Regions from separate parts of the Capsicum annuum genome. Here region 1 is linked to region 2. The links are chromatin contacts, called in public Hi-C maps. All regions are on one chromosome and are shown on one strand. Each heading gives the region's core, a stretch centred on a gene start, on an enhancer-like site or on the middle of the called end of the contact. The rest is flanking DNA. Distances are from core to core; before and after follow the strand shown.

Region 1 (3,674 bases), core at 1,142-3,641, 140 kb before region 2:
ATTTCGGATCGAATTTTGGGTGTGAAAAAAATCTAATAGGAAACTAGCATTTTCCCTTGAATTGATTTCACATGTTGCAGTCCAAGATTAATTGGAATCCCAATAAAAGAAGAGGATATCGAACATAGAATAAAAAATATAAAAATATATGTACCTTGGGCCTGGACCCTTGGTGCGGCCAATCAACATTAAATTGCATTGAAGAAGAATTTTGATCCTTATAAGTATGTTCCGTTTCTCGTCTGCTTTGCTTTGAGCTGGAACTACCCAAGCTCAAGTCAAGGCTATGATCTGCTGCCTTATTAGTTGATTCTGAAAAGCATATTTATGAAGTTTTGTCAGAATTTTTTTTTTATTTTTTTAATTTTTCAAGGTACCCTACAGTCGACAGTCGTGAGACTAATCTAGTAGATTCTGAAAAGCATATTTATGAAGGTTTGTCAGAAATTTTTTTTTTTTTCTTTTTTTGATTTTTCAAGGTATCCTCACAGCCGACAGTCGTGAGACTAATCCTCCATTCCACGGTCAGCACACTAAGCGATAGAGAACTGGCCACAGAATTTTCTCCATTCACCAGAGGTGGGGATCGAACCCCCAACCTCTTAATTAAGGGGTAAGATATTGAATCACCACATCAACACCAACCCTCTTGTGGGTTGTAAGAAAAATCTTTTAAGCATTTATTAGGAAGCAAAGACAAGAAATGGTATACACATATTTACGATTTACCAGTTGAATAAAGTTCATTTTCATAAATGCTAGGATCGAAGTTAGTGACTGCATCCTTGCCATTACACTTGATGGCAGCTTTATCATAAGCCCTATAAAAAGAATATATTAGAAATATTAGTACTAGTCACTCTAATGCTTAGTTGGCAAAGAGAAATTAATTCAGCACTATAATTTTACACAAACCTGGCAGCTTCATTTTCAGTATCAAAGAGTCCCAAATAAACGTACCTATTCAAAAAGAATTAGAAAACAGGAAATTAATAAGCAAAAGCAAGGAGTTAGTGGCATTGACAACAAAATTACTATGATTATTCACGTGAAAATGAATTGAAACAAAATTAAGACAATGTTTTACTTTTTGCCCAATAACTGGCCCATTCTAGCCTCCCATCTACCACATTTGTGCAAGGTCACCCCTCTATACTTGGAACTTCCCCTTGGAAAACCAGTACTTTGCCTCCGTAGTACATGCACAAATTCTTCCTTTGTTAGATTCTTCATCTGCATCATATATACACCAAACGGAAAAAAATATTACAACACAAAGAAGATCAGTAAATTCAAAATGTTTCTCATTCAATTTCCAACCGTCCATTGTATCTATTTCGGGTCAAAATATTAATATGGTTTCAGCTCCATATGGGTTTAGGCAAATAGAGCATAGCACCATTTGGCTCGGTTGAATATTGCATCACTTTGAAATATAGATATAGATGTATATGTCTGAAATAACTCCATATATAGTTATTAAATTCTAAATTTATATTTTCAAGTGTATTATCGGTATTGTTATTAGAATCTAAAATTCTAACTCATTAAATTCAAATTCTAAACCTCTAATGAAAACAATTGTTGAGGATAAGGGTAGGTCACTACTAAAAATAAAAGTAGCAAGTACTCCAACTAGCAAGACTTGATCATATCATGAACCTACCTGTTTTAAGTCTTCCTCATAATCTTCCAGGTTAAAGTTTATGTCCGCCTCCACTCCCCGGAACTTTATTGCTGCCCTATCATACGCACTGCAACAACACATTTTTCAATCTCTATAAGGTTTTTTCTTCTCCCGTTTCAAATAAAACTACAATGCCAAAGTTTTAAAGAAAAAGTTAATTTAACCAATCAAAGAGCTCACCGAGCTGCAGCATGGGCTGTATCAAATCCACCTACAAAGATTAATATCATGTGACATTAATTTTCAAGGATAAGGAGATGACTAATTTAACTACAATTTCAGCTCAAAAATTAAATGAAGAAAACGTACCTAAATAAACTTGTTTTCCACAATCCCTGAGAGATGCAAACGAATGAGAAAAGCAAGTATATATATGGACAAAGTTCAAGTTGGAAAAATCGAGAAAAGGAAAAAAGCCAAAACAACGTATGAGAAAAAGCAAATGAACTGGCATTATCCTTAACCAGAGTTCACGAGTAGGTAGACAAAGATTTTTTTGGTCGAGTGCGTTGAAACTCCTCAGTGAGATTTCAATGGCAAAGAAGAGAGCTTACCATATATGTGATTCCCAGCGGCCAGTTCTTCGATAAAAAGTAACACCACGGTACTGTGAACTCCTAGACCTTGGACCACGCCTGCTCTTTTTCATTGGCTGCACCGGCAGCTGTTGCTGCGACAACTGATAAACACCTGATGGCTCCGGTTGATAGAATTTTACTCCAGCCCAATGAGCCCTTGGAAGTATACAAGATCTATCATCACCCTCAAAATTCTCAGTTCCATTATTTTCCGACTCATCTACCGGGAAAAACTGCCGGGTAACCGGTGCTACATTCTCCGACGACAAATTGTCATTGTTTGTTGGTGCTGTCATAGAAAAGCCAAATATTTTACTAGGAGTACTTCTCTTTTTCTTGCCTTTAATTTCTCCATTTTCCTCTGCTTGATCATTATCTTCTTCCTCTGAACCATATAATTCCTCAACAGCTGATGAGCTTGAATTCGAAACGGATCCAACACCTTTACCTTCTTCTGATCCATCATCCCTTCTATGATCTGGAGAGTTGTTTAGATTCCACATTTCTTTCCCTACAGGTCAAACAACCATACAAGTAAAGTATAAAAGGAAAAAAAAAAAAAAAAAGAGAGAGAAGAATTTCGTTTAACTTTCTCTCAACTGAGCCAAAATTAGACCATGGCCTATAAATATTTTTTTTCTTTTTGGTTTCTTTCGACCAAATAGATGTGTGGAGTTGAATATGAAGTAATGGTATAATGGAGCTTTTTGCTGGGTTTTGAAAGATTGTATTACACAAGAAAACTTGTGACTTACAGAGAGGTTAATTTGTTGCAAGAAAAGGTTAGAGAGAGTGTGTTGTATGTTTTCTATTCTCTATTCTCTATTCTCGTTTACTTGTCTGATATGACACTTCTGTTGAAAGAAACTAGTACTCCCTCCTTCACACTATGGGTGTCAAACGGGTCGGGCTGAGCCAACTCGAAACCGACCTTTTTATTTTAATCGGGTTGAGAATTGGTTTTGGCGCTAGATAGGTCGGGCCGGGTCAAACAGTAAAAAATTCAAAATCCACCCTAACTTGGCCCACTTAATCCAACTCGGTCAAACCCATCAAAACTCGATCAAACCCGATTAAAAAATCGGTCAAACCCAGTCAAAAATATAAAAAAAAAAAAAAAAATTCTTTCAATATACATTACATATATCCACCTATATACATTATAAATACGTTAAATAATATATATACACTATATATATAGTATATACAACATTAGAATTTAAAAAATATATAAACAATTAGTCAATTACTCATATATACGCACCATTCAATGTATACATACTACTACTTATAAAATATACTACAATATATATACATTACAATATATATAGATATACTTATATACTAATTTATAAAACATATACACATGTATATGTTAAATATACACTTCTATAGAAGATATATACACG
Region 2 (3,720 bases), core at 771-3,270:
TAAACGTCACATATTGGTTGGGGAATGGACTGACAGTCTGCTTATATATGGACTTGAATCATCCTTCCCTCGTGATCTAACTTTTGGGGTAGAGTTAGACCCAAAATTTATTTTTTACATGATATCAACGTCAGGTCCAACTCAGTTTGGGCTTCCGATCCATGCAACAATTGAGCCCTAGACGTGAACGGGTGCGTTGAAGTGAGTGAAAGTTCTATATTGATTAGGAAATGGGTTGACGATCTACTTATATGGATTTGAGCAATCCTCTTCTCATGAACTAGCCTTTTCAGGTTGAGTTAGACCCAAGTTCTATTCTTTACATTTATAAGTAATTAATAAATACTATTAAATACCATTATTATTATTGTACACACACATACGTGTATGTATGTATATATGTGTGTGTGTATGTATGCATGTATAAATTTAATCGATTCGAATTATAAACATCCACAACCAAATTCAATTCAAATAATTAAAATATTCTAAAATTAAATTCGTAAATCAATTCAAATTGTATAATTTAAATTGAATTATCCAAATTTCTTTGAATCGATTCGAATACTCGAATTGTCACACCTCTACTAAACATAAATTAATTGGAGTAATATGATAAAATCATTATACAAGTCATTGTATTTTGAATAAGTGTGCTAAATCAAAACATAATAAGCAAATTCGAACGAGAGGAGCATAACTTAGGGGGAGGTTTGCCCTCGAATAAAAATGTATTTGCACGAAAGGCTAGGATTGTTTATAAGTCACGAGGTGATTTAGACATGTATCCAACCACATCTATTTTATTTTATTGACAAAATTGAAAGATCAGATATTTTTTACAAATGCAACGAAAGAAATTATCGTATGAACGCTTTCTAGATCATCTTTTCTATTCTTATTGTTATGAAGATTAAATCAAAGGCTTTATTGCTTCTACTATAGTTATTTGCACGACTTTTTCTCGCAAATCAAAAACATTTAACTTTGTGAGGCAATCTTATTGATTGACATGAAATTTCATGCCCAAGTCCACTCAAATTCAGTTTCAACAAGACGTGTTCCATTTGAAAATTCCCGGCTACAAGGAGTTGCTAATTAGAACTGTAATCCATATGTTAATATCCGTCATCTGATACATGTCTCTCAAATTATCTATCATAATTTTTTTTACATTTTTTAAAAAATACGAATTAAAAGGGTTTTAAACTATTTTATTCTTCATTAATATCTGAACAATCATAACATTATCTTATAATTCAGGTGTTTTGATTATTCAAGCGTAATAACTATCACTGATAAATTGTACTAATAAATAAATAATTTTATTTTAACCTTTCAAAATAATAAATAATTTAAAATAGGCCAAACACATCGCTAGATCCTTTAACTTGACACGATCTTTTACTTTGACATCTAAAGTGAACGGTGTTTATTTTTAACACCTTAAGTAATTATGAACTGTGTCACTTTGACACATTTTGTTGACTTGCTACATTGTGTCTTGCACACACTTTGAGTGCGTGAACAACTTAAGTATTACTATTTTTTTTTGCTTCTTCTTCTTCTTCCTTTTGATCTCCTCCAACACTTATTATTATCCATCAACCATTCACACAATCATGGCTTCATCCTTAAGACAATAAAAAATGGTGGAGAATTAATCTACCATTTTCTTCTTCTTTCAATTTTTATAAATTCATAATTTTCAATCACTTATTTTAGCTCAAGTTTTGCCTCAATTTTACTCAATTTTAAGCTCCTTCAATGGTGAAAAGTTTTAAGATAGATTTTAGAGTTAACATACAAAAATGAATAATGTTAAATGTAATTCGATTGTAAAAATTTCCTCCAATTGTGAAAGCTATTAACAGATTTTTAATGAAATAATTTCTTAACAATTTTTTTCTTCTATTTTTTTTTTTAAAAAATAATTTGTATGTGGAGATAATTGAAGAGAAGATTTTGATTGTGGGGGATTGAGGTTGGGGTTGGAGCGGGGGGAGGAGGTGACACAGTGGTGGGCCTTGGAGAAGACGATTGAGGGGTGGGGGTGGGAGGGTCGGTTGGAGAAGATAGATTGGGATTGGCGGGGGTGGAGGTAAATTTCTTTTTATACTTATTTGGGTTAAAAATATCAAGTGTCAATATTTAATTGGTATATTTTTGTTTTAATTAAAATTAGTTATTTAAAAATTTATTTGAAGAGAAACGATAAATACCTGTATTTTATTCGTCACTTTACACGTCACTAACGTGTATAACACACAGACATAATATATTTTTATTGGTTATGTAAAAAGTATCAAAATAACACAATTAATGACTACTTAAGGTATTAAAAATGAACAACGTTCATTTTAGATATTAAAAATAAAAATTTATGACAAGTTAAAAAATCTGATGATATGTTTGATCTTTAAAATAACTATTTTTGAAACCACAACATTAATTAGAGAATGAGAGAGTACAAGTGTTGGTTTGAGGATGAATACAACTGGTGCAGAGAGAGAAGGGAAATTAACATGAAATAGGAAACTAAATAATTGCGGAGTCGGCAGCAGAGAATGGAACACTTTTAGCATAGGAAAGGCAGGTAAATGATGCAAATAATAGGAATACACGAATTCAATAATTTTTGTCATGTTAGTTATTTTAATGACCATTTTCACAAAAAATCATTAAATATAAGATATTTTTTGTAGAATCATTCTTTATTCAAAATTGTAAGAGGGCATTGAAGCTATTTTCTCTATAATAATTATTTATTATATTTATATACAATTCTTGGGAGATTTAATTTTTTAATTCAATATTCTAAATATTTTTATTATATTTGTAATATGACCCCTTTTACAAGAAATCAAAACACTTAAAAAATAGAAAATCTATAAATAAAATACACAAGATTTCTTGCAATGCAGATTATTCCTCCTACGTACACATGGTTTTCGAGAGCTTTTCATATTTGTAGAATGGCCTTCATTTTAATATGGTTTTCTAGAGCTTTTCATATTTGTAGAATGGCCTTCATTTTAATAAGAAACTAAATATATTTTCCGAGAAGTTTAACTATTTAAAAGGAGAGTGCACATCTAGAACGTTTAGTATGACCTCGATAGATAATCTCACTATTCCCTTTCCCTTCTTTGATTCTAATGCAATAGAAAAAAATGAAGGAAAAAAAAGATTAACATTTCCTTTTTAAGATTAGAGATGAAATAGGTACTCCTTTCATCTCAAATTATTTAGTGCTTTTCAAAAATATATTTAAAATTATTTGCTATTTTAGAAGTTATAAAATTAATTATGTGCCTTTTTTTTTTTTTTTCAATTTTACTGTTTTTGCTACAAGCACCTCAGGATGACATATAAACAAAATAAACATTCAATGAAAGAATAGATCTAAAAACATAAGTAAAGGTAAAATAATTTAAAATCTCTCCTAATTAATATTTTTTAAGAAGTGTGTAAAAAAACATGATAAGTAATTTCAGATGAAAAGAGTAACAAAAGTGGTTAAACTTCAAATTCGGCCATTGAAGGCTTCAAAGTCTAATTTTAGGAAATGACAACTAAACCAAAAACCTCGTTGACCTACTTGGTTTCTTGAATACACGGGACTAATATCATTTCCGGCAATTAGAACAATTATTTGTTCATTCAAGGAATTATCAAATAAGAAGATTCTTAGCCAAAATGTTAATAATTCTAAAATTA

The links. A called contact is a pair of places that touch in the nucleus more often than the background predicts.
Region 1: a contact with region 2 is called in a Hi-C map of leaf, with 3 times the contacts expected there. The contact joins two enhancer-like sites. A contact is called at or near these places in 2 of 5 Hi-C or Micro-C datasets (leaf and pericarp).

What each region holds. Positions count from the first base shown.
Region 1 is chr2:85,141,973-85,145,646 of UCD10Xv1.1, reverse strand. It overlaps the pseudogene LOC107857848. Among protein-coding and RNA genes, the nearest start is that of LOC124895893, 150 kb to the right of the region's middle. Within about 2 kb of position 2,391, at least 5 of the 5 cell types and tissues checked have an H3K27ac peak or open chromatin away from gene starts, as enhancers often do. A contact at or near this core is called in leaf, where this site is marked.
Region 2 is chr2:84,999,566-85,003,285 of UCD10Xv1.1, reverse strand. No RefSeq gene overlaps it. Among protein-coding and RNA genes, the nearest start is that of LOC124895893, 7.3 kb to the right of the region's middle. Within about 2 kb of position 2,020, at least 4 of the 5 cell types and tissues checked have an H3K27ac peak or open chromatin away from gene starts, as enhancers often do. A contact at or near this core is called in leaf, where this site is marked.